4 separate regions of the Mus musculus genome follow, and regions 1, 2 and 4 are each linked to region 3. The links are chromatin contacts, called in public HiChIP or PLAC-seq and promoter capture Hi-C maps. All regions are on one chromosome and are shown on one strand. The core of a region is the stretch at or near the end of the contact, and the rest is flanking DNA. Distances in the headings are between cores, read along the strand shown. Region 1 overlaps Kbtbd2 (kelch repeat and BTB (POZ) domain containing 2). Region 2 holds the start of Abcg2 (ATP binding cassette subfamily G member 2 (Junior blood group)). Region 3 holds the start of Pyurf (Pigy upstream reading frame). Region 4 overlaps Fkbp9 (FK506 binding protein 9).

Region 1 (2,700 bases), core at 124-2,623, 910 kb before region 3:
GCAAAGTGAGTTCCAGGGCAGCCAGGGCTATACAAAGAAACCCTGTCTCGGAAAAAAACAAAAAACAAAAAAACCAAAAACAAGATAAACAAACAAAAAAATTTTCTAAAAAAAGTGAAGTTCTGGACTGTACATACACAGGGCTAACAATGTTAGATAATCCAGACTCTTATGCTCACATGATACATTTAAAGTTTCTCAGTTATCAAATAACCTATTTCATATTACAGAAGCATATCTTTCTGTATGACACACTGATATATATTATACTGATGCAAATATTAAGTAGGGCATAAAAATAAAATGTATCAAAGATAGATTTTTATGTACTCATACTCTCCTTTTTTATCCTCTGGTTTAGCAAAGGATATCACAAGTTCAGCACGTGGCACTCCCTCAAGTCCCCTATACAGGCGGAAGTGCAACCATTTCCCCATCCAGTTCAAACTCCTCTGTTCCATCTGGTGAAAAAAGGTAAGTTGGTGGCTTCCATGGAGATTCTTCAAGACAGGATGGATAAAGTTTCCCCACAGTGCACCGAAAATCTCTCCCTAGGTCCCACAGTACACGTTCAGATATATGCTGCCGCAGAGACCACCGGTCAAGTTCCAAATCATACTGGTAGGTGACATACTTAGCTCGTTCATTTAAGTGGGTTTCTCGCATAAACACACAAAGAGAATTTGAGATCACAACAGCTCTAACACAGGGATCAGAATACCTTTTAGCAGGGATGTTGGCAGCCATCTTCCATTCATTTTTATTCACATCATAAATTTCCACAGTTACTGAAGACCCATCTACAGTGCCAGAGGGGAGTCTTATGCCAGAATTGGTAGCAATATGCAACCCTCCAATATAGAAAATTTTATCACCAAAAGCTGCAGCTGAAGCAAAAGATCTGCTAGTCTGCCTCATGGCCATTTCTACCCATGAGTCAGATCTTGGAAAGTAACAGTACATGAGGTTTAATGTCATCACATAGATGCAGTCGTGAACTACAACTGCTGCACTCCACTGCCATGCACAAGGCAAAGGGCTCACCATTGTCCACTCATCCTTCTCAGTGTCGTATCTTTCTACAGTCCTCCGGTTAAGTTCTCCACCAACACTATCTCCTCCGATTGCATAGATATAGCCTTCACAGCAAACCAAAGATGGCTTCACACGGACAAAAAGCATTGGTGTCTTTGGAAACCAGGTATTTTGTTGTGCATCAAACCAGTAAAAGCAATTCACAGTTCGGAAGGCAGTCTGCAGTTTACTTGTTTTACTGTGATTTGTTTTTGTGTTTTTCAAGGGCACTTGGCCCCCTGCTATGTAAATATCATTATCCGGAGTTACAACTGTCCCAACCTTATGCAAATCAGCGGGTGGGCTGCATAACTTGTAAACTTTTTCTGCCTGGGGGCTATAACAGACAGAAGAGTAAAGACTACAAGGGTTTTCTGAGGATGCTTCAATGAAAATCATCATTTCCTCCTTAGTCATCCCAAGTCTGGGTTTGAAGAACTTGGGCATAGACTTATAAAGACCCTGAACCACAACAGACTTATCGTTGGGTGGGAGACCTTGAAACCAAGCTCTTTGTGTGACTTCTGAAAGAGCATCAATTCTGATCTGGCTAAGAACTGAAGACAAATACTGGGATCGTGACTCTGTGTTGTACTCTAGCCAGAGCATGGCAGCCTCTCGCACGGTTTCCTCCTTTTCTACATTTAAGTTGTCGCTGCTGAGGATGTCTATGAGGAGGTCGTGGGACAGCTGCATGAAGGCTTCCTGGCGGTACACAGCCGTGAACTTGTGCTCCACCATCCTCTTTGCACTCTGCTTTAATTCTTCACAACTGAAGAGGTCAGCAAAACTCAGCAGCCGCACACAGTTCTCTGCATTAATTTTTTTAATTAAATATTCTCGGCAACGCTGTAACACATCTTCTACCTAAAAAAAGATGACACGTAGAAAAAAAAAGGTAAAAAGATGCTGAGATTTTGAACTCAGGACCCTGCACTGCGATCCATACTCCCAGCCTCCAGTTTACTTTTATCTACGATACCACAGGTTTCCCATAGCAGATGCTCCTGTACTGTCAAGTTTTATACGTTTGGGGTAAGAGACAAGTTCTTGCAATAACAAAATTAGACTTCTAGGCTATACAGTTTTCTATTTCTTACTCTTGCCCAATGGCCTATTTTACCTGTTCTATTTAGGCTGGATGAGTGGCACACACTGGTAATCTCAGATTTAAGGAGCTGTTTAAATTTTTTAACTGCCTTTCTACGGCTGGTTCCTGATTGTTTTTGTATACAGGTTCTCGTTACAGTAGCTGAGGCTGACCTTAAACTCCAATCCTTCACTCACTTCCACCTCCCACCCTCCCTCCTTTTCTCTTCTCTTTTCGAAACAGGGTTTCTCTGTGTAGCCCTGGCTGTCCTTGAACTCAGAAATCCGCCTGCCTCTGCTTCCCAAGTGCTGGGATCAAAGGCATGCGCCACTATGCCCGGCTCACTTCCACCTCTCAACTGCTGAGATTACGGCCTGGTGCTACCATGCCCAGCTGAAACAAGTTTCCAAAGTACTAAGTATTATTCCGAAACAGGAAAAAGATGGGAAAATACCCACATTCCCATTAAAATCAGAAAGGGAAATCTGAGAAATACAGACTAGAAAAGATAATCATACTAAAATGCATTAATCATC
Region 2 (2,700 bases), core at 72-2,571, 950 kb after region 3:
AAAAAAGAAAAGTTATTGTTAAATAGTGTTGTGTTGATGTGTCTGGCTCACAAAGGGTCAAGTGCCTGGACTATCTTGTTATTAAACTTGCCACAAGCTAGAGTCATCTGAGAAGAGGGGCTTTCAATTGGAAAAAAGGTGTCCTTAATATCTGGCTATAGGCAAGCCCTTAAGGCATTTTCTTCATTAGTGATGAATGGGGTGGGCCCAGCCCATTGCAGGTGGGAGACTTTCCTGGGCTGGTGGTCCTAGGTTCTATAAAACAAACTAATAAACTTTGCAAGCCATGATACAGCCAGTAAGCAGCACTCCACCATGGCCTCTGCGTCAGATCCTGCCTCCAGATTCTTGCCCTGTTTGAGCTCTTGCCTTCACTGCTTTCAATGATTGACCATGGTGTCAATCATTGAATCTTTTATTAACAAGACCAAGACATGAAAAAGGGACCTTTATCCCAGTGACAAAAAAATGTAGCCAGTCATTGTAGCTGTTGATTTCCTAAGGAGAGAAACTCATGATCAGTACTTTTTTCTTGTAACATGACCCGAGTAGAAGTTGATCATGCATTTATTTTTCTCGATTAAAAATTTAAAATAATTGAAGGGGGAGGTGGAGAGATGTGATGATTGACCATGGTGTGTAAGTGTAAGCAGAACAAACCCTTTTCTCCCCAAGTTGCTTTTGGTCATGGTGTTTCATCAAAGCAATAGAAACCCTAAGACTGTAGCCATAGCTGTGTTTCTCGGGATTACCTGGATTTAGGAGGTTTTACCCTCATGAGATGAATTTGGTGTCTTCCAGTGTCTTTTTTCCCTATGGCATTCTGTACAGCCACCTAAGTGAAGTCCCCAACTTCTAGCATAGGACCCTTCCATTTTGGGCAGCTGCCTGGTAAAGTTCCCAAACAAGTAGGGAATCAGATCATTTTAGGAGCAGCTCTCTTCCTCTCATCAAAAGGCCATCCACCCCATCTCCGTAAATCCCGGGAGAGTCCACACAAAGCCCAGCCTGCCACAGTTATAATAGTAATTTGCCTAAATTGCATCTTGGGTATCTTGTGGGTCCTCCAGGTTCACAGGGTGAAGGTACTCTGAGTATATTTTCTTTCCGAGGCTTCTTATCGCAGGTCAGCGCCTTGCCTCCGCCATGACCCGGGGCTCTCTGCTCTCCGCTCTCCGCCCTCCGTCCAGGAGCCTGTGCAGCACAGGAAGCCCCCCGCCCACATGTGTCCAGCTGCTCCTGGGACCGGCTTCTCCTGCCGGCGAGCTGCGGGGCGGCGCGAGCTGACGTCACGGCGGTCGGGCGCCTGTGCGGGGCGGGCAGACGCTCCTGGCGGGCGAGCGTGTGCAGGTCTGAGTGTGTGCGAGTTCTGGCGCGGCTGCTGCTCCGCCAGGGACCGCGAGGTGAGCGGAGTGCGGGGAAGCTCCGGGAGTGTGCTAGGCGCCGCGGGGGCGAGTGGCGGCCCTGTGGGGCTCGGCGTGGGGGCGAGGGGGACCGCGTGGTGTGGGTTGTGAAAGTGAGGAGGAAACAAGGACTGACAGTTCAGTCATTTCTCCAGAAGCTTGTGCGGTGCGGTGATAGCAGGAGGATAAAGTCCAAACCTGTTTGCTCCAACTGTTTGGAAAGGATAAGACTTCTTGAATGGATAGATTAAACTGCCTGAACGACAGTCAGCCCCACAGTGGAGAAGTTTTCAAGGGGACTGAAGAGCACCTACCCCAACCCCGGGCCTAAAGTTTCTCAATTTTAGGTGTATTGTTACTTTCTGGGTTCCCTTTCTAACCTTTCTGTGGAGAGTTGAATCTTATTTTTATCGTTATGTTTTGCCTTTGACCTTACATTTTGTTCTTTGTCAGTTGCACGCGTGGATGAAATGCATTCTGATTACTCTTTTCCGTTTTTCTACTTTCATTTATTTATTTATCTATTCGTTTATTTATTAATTTTCGACTGAAGGAGTCTTTCTATGACTCCCAGACTGCCTAAGACCTCGAGCTCAAACAATTCTGATGTCTCAGCCATTCCAGCACTGGGACTATTCCAGGGCACTGTCATACCAAGCTATTGAGTTTTAATAATTAACTTTAAAATTTGACCTGCTTATTACAGTAGTTACCAAAATAATACTGAAAAGGTTTCTGTGGAGAGTCGAGTCTTAACTTTTATCGTTACTTTTTTCCTTTGCCTTACAGCCGTTTCCCATTCGCTGGGAAGTCCCTGAGGGAGTTTGAGCTCATAATTCATTTACTTATAAAGAAAACTGAAGTGTTTAGGGATTCATTCAAAGGTGGTAGTATAACAGTTATTTAAAATAGATATGAGTGGATAGGGGTTGACCAAGATTATTTCTCCTGCCCCAGTGATGATTAATCTCAGTGGTATGTGCATTTTCTCAGGAAGGGTGAATGCAGTCTTGGTGAGATCAGAGACACTGTGGAAGCTGGGTTGATGTCTGATTTGTATTGAGCCTGGGGGAAATGGCTAGAAATTAAAGTAACATGTCCTAAATCCTTCAAGTTATCCTGCAGGATAAAGAGTACGTTTTGTGACTTCCCTCTGATGGCATTCCAGGTAGTCATCCTTCAAAGAAAGAGTGAGACTCCCAGAGGGCCTATGACCCTAACTGTCTTTATTCAGGAAACTGGCCTGGCTCATAGCTCATCATGATTATAATGGAGAAAAGAAGGCATAGGAAGTAAG
Region 3 (2,700 bases), core at 23-2,522:
CCAGCACTTGGGAGGCAGAGGCAGGCGGATTTCTGAGTTCGAGGCCAGCCTGGTCTACAAAGTGAGTTCCAGGACAGCAGGGCTACACAGAGAATCACTGTCTCGAAAAACAAAACAAAACAACAACAAAAAAATCAAAAAAAAAAAAAAAAAGCAAACAACAACAACAAAAACAAAACAAAAAAAGATTGAAGCCAGAAGTGGTAGTTAACTCCTGTAATCTCCTGCTCTCAGGAGACTGATGCAGGAAAAGTATCACAACTTTGAGGCTAGCCTGGGCTATAAAAAGAGTTCCAGGAAAGACCAAACCAAATAGAGAAACTTGTCTCCCCTTCCCCCATCAAAGAATGGAGAGGCTGGAAAGATCAGTATGTCAATAGTATTTGCCCTGAGTTTTGATCATGTCTGAATGTCTCTCTCCCTGTCTCTGTCTCTCTCTCCACACACACACACACACACACACACACTCAGGCAAGTGCACGTGCGACAAAAAAAAAGGGGGGGGGGAGAAAGGAAAGAATGAAGAAACGAGCCAAAGGAAGAAAAGAAAGAGAGAGAGAGAAAGAGAGAGAGAGAGAGAGAGAGAGAGAGAGAGAGAGAGAGAGAGAGAGAGAGAGAGAGAGGAAGGAAGGTAGGTAGATAGGTCGGTCCGGACGCTGGCCCTGATACTGTGTTTCAAAAGGTAGAGAGAGAGAGAGAGAGAGAGAGGAAGGAAGGTAGGTAGGTAGATAGGTCGGTCGGGACGCTGGCCCTGATACTGTGTTTCAAAAGGTTCTGGAGCCTAGCCAGTCTCAGAAACCAAGTCTTTCTTTAAAGCCTCCAGGAGAGATTGTAAAGAGCAGCCAATGGCGAGCCAGAGAAAAGCTCACGCGGGTCCTGGGCGGGGCTGACCCTAGCATAGGGGTCGGCCGGGCGGATGGCATCCAGGGAGTAAGCTTCTGATCCGCTGGCGGGCCCACAGGCCACCACCCTTCCTCGGGCCAAGGCGGCAGATGAGTCTCACCTAAGCGGCTTCTTGGAGAGCGGACACACCAGGAACTGCAGCAGCGCCGGGTGGAAGGTGTGGGGCTGCTCAGCCCTCTCGCTCTGGTCAGAGCAGAGCCTGGCCCCGGGCACTTGCAGAAACCTCCCGGCGACTGCAGACAGTGCGCGGAGCCTCCGCAGCGCCGGGGCGAGCCTGCGGCACGTGGCGCTCAGCATGGCGGCTCAGAAGATGGACGAAGCAGCGCTCGGAACTTCACTGCTCTCACACCAGAGCCGCGGAGGTCACCCTGGCCCGGCCCCGCCCCCGGCGCCCGGTCCCGCCCCCGGCCCCGCCCCCGGTGCGCTGCTGATTGCTTCGCCAGCACAGCTTGAGTCGGTGGTGTGGTTCCCAGGGCAGACCGACATTCCCCGGGTCAGTGGCTGCACCACCGCTTTTACAAAACTGTAAACTAAAGCAGTACTCATTCAGGTGTCCAACTTTTCAGTAGGGCTAATCACAAAGGTGCCAATTAGTCAGGGACCGGACTCCAGTCACACGGAGCTCGGCTTCAACTTAGTTTTATCTTCAAGGACTCTTCAACACAAGCATATTGTGTTAGAGGCAACAGCAGGTTTAATATTAATCATACAGTAAGTATCACAAGCAAAAATTTAAGAGCCTGAAGAAAATGGCTTTTTTCTCCTTTTCCGTAAGCTGTGAAGGCTTTTACAACTTGAGGGTTGTTAGTTGTGAATACTATGGTAAAGCACATCTAATGCATGCTTGGACCCCTTTGGGGGGCAGGAGGATCCTTTCACAGGGGTCACTGAAGACCACAGGAAAACACAGACGTTTACATATTTACAATTCATAAATATCAAAATTACAGTTATGAAGTAGCAATGAAGATAATATTATGGTTGGGAGTCATTACAGCATCCTGTATTAAAGGGTCACAGCATTAACAAAGTTTGCTTTGAGTCGCAGGCGGGAATGTCTGAAAGTCAAACAGAGGCAGCTGAGATTGAGTTAATGTGTAGGAAAGGCCTCTGGAGTGCTGGCACTTCTGAGGGGCTTTAGCTGTCTGCTGGGAACCCATATGGCTACTGAAATCTTGTCAATGTTCGTCCTTTGAGCTCTTGAAAAGTACACATGTTCTGCCTCAAAGCTTTGCCACTATATGTGACCTATGAGGGAAGGGACAAAAGGGCAGGAACAAGAAAGGCAGGAAGTCACTTAGCTGAACTTCTGGCAAAAGATAACTCTGACCTTACAGATGTCTCCTCTGCATACCTGCTTTCTCCAGCCCAGGCTCCTCCTGTCCCAAGATGTATGCAAAGCTCTCTGATATCCTTGCAAAAACACTGGTCTCTGGAGGTCACCCAGATGATGAGGGAGCGTGGAAGGAAATGGCAAGAATGCTAACATTAAGGCCATGAGTGGGACTCAGCAGAAGGCTTGCCTACCCTGCACTGTCCTAAGTTGTAAAACATCTTTTTAAAACAATAAAACAATTTAGAGCTAATGTCTCTACAGCTGTGAGCTGGGTGTAGGCTGAGAGCCAGTTGGACTAGTTTCTTACTGGGTGAAGCGGAAATGGATCTTCCAGGTCCCTGTGTTTCCTAACTTGTCAATTAAAACAAAAACAAAAAACAAACAAAAACAATTTCTGAGCAGCCCCCAGAAGCAATGAAGGTTAGGCTATTTTAGTTGTGAGTTATAGCATAAATCACTCA
Region 4 (2,700 bases), core at 54-2,553, 820 kb before region 3:
CCACGTAAGGGTATCTGGGAACCAGATGTGGAGGGAACCTTTGGTAGTACTTCCCACTGTGATGCTGGGTGGGAGTTGTTTGGTCCAACCTTCCGTATTGTGTAGTGTAAGCTTTCTCTGCTCAGCGCATTATTATGGAGTTTCCTGCCACAGATCTTCCCTGCTCTAGACTGTTTCTTACCTGGCAGAACACTCTTTCTCAGTCAGATCTATATTTAATAACTAGACCCTTGGAGTCAGATGCAGGGACAAACACCCATAATTCCAGTGCTTAGGAAGCTGCAGAAGGAGATAGAAAGCCAGAGGCAAACGTGGACACATAGTAAGAACCCGTGTCAAGGTCTGCTACAGGACTCTGCTTTCTTTGTCCTAGACAGTTTCAGCACTGCGTCCCACCCTGCCCAGGTTGCTTGGCCTCTTTGCTTTTGTCCCCACTTATATGTCCTTCCTGTTTTCAAACACATCCATGAATTCCTGGGAGGAAACTCCTCCTGCTTCTAAAGTCTCCTAACCCTTACCCCCCAGCCTTAAGTTACTTTTGTGTCCGTTATGATCTGGATACTTTAGAGATACCTGATTTCTTATTCATAGTTTTTCCTATTTCTTCTTCATAGTCTTCCCCAGAGTATCTGTAGCACTAACGGATCATATAATAAATGTTAGCTGATAGAAATAAACCTGAAGATCATAAAAAATAATGTAAAAACAAGTTTGCTTCCTGTGACTCTGAATCTCAAGTGTGTCTGGAAATTGAATCAGTCTTCTCTGGGAAAGAGTCATTTTCAGACTTTATATTTTTGTCTAAGAACATCCACTGATATGCTGAGCCTGATTTAGGTGTCTGAGTCCAGAGTTGGAGAGCTGATTGTCCTGGAGCCTCCCCTTTACCGGTCACTTTGCCCTCTAGCTCTGAGTCTGGCTTTGGACTATGAGGTTCTGCAAGCTGTGGCACATTCAGTGTTATTTCATCAAAATCCAAAACCCTCTTATTATTAGAAGTACTATTTATGCACCTCTAAAACCACAGAAGTTTTGCCCTGTCAGTCAGTCATAATCACAGAGATGTTAAAATGAGGAGGGAAAGATAGCACATTTTAGGATTGTAACCTTAGGGGCCCTGACTCACAGAGAGGTTTACAACAGACCTTGCAGAGCGATCCCAGCCACTGGGTGTGAAAGTATTCAGAGGCAGTGGGAAGGATGAGAGAGCTCACACATGTGAAAATGGCCCAGCAGTCAGCACTCCTGTCTCTGCTCTGCTGCTCAGACCAAGAATGGGGAAGTGGGGCTGGGAGACAAAGAAATTCCTTCTTATCTGTGTAGGATACACATGTCTGAGAGGCAGAGATCAGATGTCCTGCCCTCTGATATGTTTGGTGGAGTCACCGTCTTCTTAGGAGCAGGAGCCACAGGATGCAGGGAACCTTCTTTTTAAGATAAACCTCAAGATAAAAATGCTAAATGATAAAGAGAGTCATTTGTTTTACCTGTAAATCCACAGACAAGAGCAGTGGCCACACATCCTTGCTGGTCTTTGTGTGTGTGTGTAAGATTCCAAATAAAGGAATTATGGGAAGGATGGTAGGCACCCACCTTCTTGGTGCCACCTCAAACCCTACCTGGGTACAATCAACACAACCAGTTCACTGGTGTGGTTGCTTGTCATCAAGGCACTGGGTAGCTGCTTCTCTTATCTATTGCTGTGATGAAACACCATAACCAAAGCAAGTTGGGGAGGAAAGGGTTTATTTGGCTTACACTTCCATATCACTGTTCATCATCGAAGGAAGTCCAGACGGGAACTCAGACAGGGCAGGAACCTGGAGGCAGGATCTGATGCAGAGACCATTTGAGGACAACTCTGCAGGTATTCAGGCAGGGAAGTAAACCACAAAGAGATGACGATGAAAACTTGGTTCAGAATGACTTCATCAACCCGGATCAAGACTTCAGGGAGTCTAATACCAGAGGGTTTATTCACAACAAATTTAAACACAGTATAATTTGGAGAAAAGTTTCTTGGTGTCATACAATCCCTGCTGCACAAGGAGGTGTAACTACATTGAAACTTAACTCAGGAACTTGTCATTTCTTCCAAGAAGTTGGGTTTTAGAGGTATGCTCCCTGGCCTAGCTTAAGGGCCTAGGGTAGGCTGTAGCCTGCTCTCAGTCATACAGATAATGTAGAGGTTATTTGGGCTATTAACCACCTCTGGTCATGGTTGTGGGAGCTTGGGGGAACCTCTGGCTATAAAGGTCATTAGCCACCTCTGGTCATGGTTGTATGAGTTTGATATGGCTTGGCCCAACAGATAACATAGGTCACCAGGCTGTTTAATCACTTCCAGGTCCCAGCTTTCTGGAAAAACAGGTTATGTCCTTACCTTTGAAAGACAATCTGTGTGCTTAACATTCCTGGGTTCCCTGGAGATCTATGGGTGCAAGGATGTTCATGGTCCCAGCAGCCATGGTGGAGGGGTGCTGCTTATTGGCTTGGTCTCCCATGACTTGCTCAGTCTGCTTTCTTAAAGAACCCAGGACCACCTGCCCAGGATGATCTGTCCCTCAATGGGCTGGGCCCACTCCTGTCAATCCCTAATTAAGAAAATGCCTTAGGATGGATCATAAGGCCCCCAATGGAGGAGCTAGAGAAAATACCCAAGGAGCTAAAGGGGTCTGCAACCCTATAGGTGGAACAACA

What was found. Promoter capture Hi-C pulls out the DNA fragments that hold promoters and counts their contacts. HiChIP or PLAC-seq counts read pairs in DNA pulled down with a chosen protein or histone mark.
Region 1: a contact with region 3 is called in an H3K27ac HiChIP or PLAC-seq map of embryonic stem cells, with 7 times the contacts expected there. The contact joins the enhancer-like site here to the promoter of Pyurf in region 3. A contact is called at or near these places in 13 of 39 promoter capture datasets (the 3T3-L1 cell line, 3T3-L1-derived adipocytes, the C10 cell line and 10 more), 2 of 484 Hi-C or Micro-C datasets (CD4 T cells and liver), 3 of 115 datasets of contacts at active chromatin or transcription factors (embryonic stem cells, extraembryonic endoderm stem cells and pancreatic cancer cells) and 1 of 9 other capture datasets (macrophages).
Region 2: a promoter capture Hi-C map of embryonic stem cells shows a contact between it and region 3, with 4 times the contacts expected there. The contact joins the promoter of Abcg2 here to the promoter of Pyurf in region 3. A contact is called at or near these places in 7 of 39 promoter capture datasets (the 3T3-L1 cell line, embryonic stem cells, hippocampal neurons and 2 more), 4 of 484 Hi-C or Micro-C datasets (the G1E-ER4 cell line, LSK cells and embryonic stem cells), 4 of 115 datasets of contacts at active chromatin or transcription factors (cardiomyocytes, embryonic stem cells and extraembryonic endoderm stem cells) and 1 of 9 other capture datasets (embryonic stem cells).
Region 4: an H3K27ac HiChIP or PLAC-seq map of trophoblast stem cells shows a contact between it and region 3, with 4 times the contacts expected there. The contact joins the enhancer-like site here to the promoter of Pyurf in region 3. A contact is called at or near these places in 9 of 39 promoter capture datasets (the 3T3-L1 cell line, cranial neural crest, embryonic stem cells and 3 more), 5 of 115 datasets of contacts at active chromatin or transcription factors (cardiomyocytes, embryonic stem cells, forebrain and 2 more) and 1 of 9 other capture datasets (adipose tissue).

The regions. Positions count from the first base shown.
Region 1 is chr6:56,778,473-56,781,172 of GRCm38.p6, forward strand. Kbtbd2 (kelch repeat and BTB (POZ) domain containing 2) reads right to left here. Exons shown (of 4, transcript NM_001362210.1): 4 at 1-1,941. The coding sequence ends at 406. Among named protein-coding and RNA genes, the nearest start is that of Gm10209, 15 kb to the right of the region's middle. Within about 2 kb of position 1,374, at least 5 of the 459 cell types and tissues checked have an H3K27ac peak or open chromatin away from gene starts, as enhancers often do. A contact at or near this core is called in embryonic stem cells, where this site is marked.
Region 2 is chr6:58,639,225-58,641,924 of GRCm38.p6, forward strand. Abcg2 (ATP binding cassette subfamily G member 2 (Junior blood group)) reads left to right here and starts at 1,322. Exons shown (of 16, transcript NM_001381927.1): 1 at 1,322-1,403.
Region 3 is chr6:57,690,806-57,693,505 of GRCm38.p6, forward strand. It overlaps Pyurf (Pigy upstream reading frame), which reads right to left and starts at 1,273. Exons shown (of 2, transcript NM_025574.3): 1 at 1,004-1,273. The coding sequence starts at 1,200.
Region 4 is chr6:56,868,903-56,871,602 of GRCm38.p6, forward strand. It overlaps Fkbp9 (FK506 binding protein 9), which reads left to right. Exons shown (of 10, transcript NM_012056.2): 7 at 1-4. Among named protein-coding and RNA genes, the nearest start is that of Fkbp9, 38 kb to the left of the region's middle. Within about 2 kb of position 1,304, at least 13 of the 459 cell types and tissues checked have an H3K27ac peak or open chromatin away from gene starts, as enhancers often do. A contact at or near this core is called in trophoblast stem cells, where this site is marked.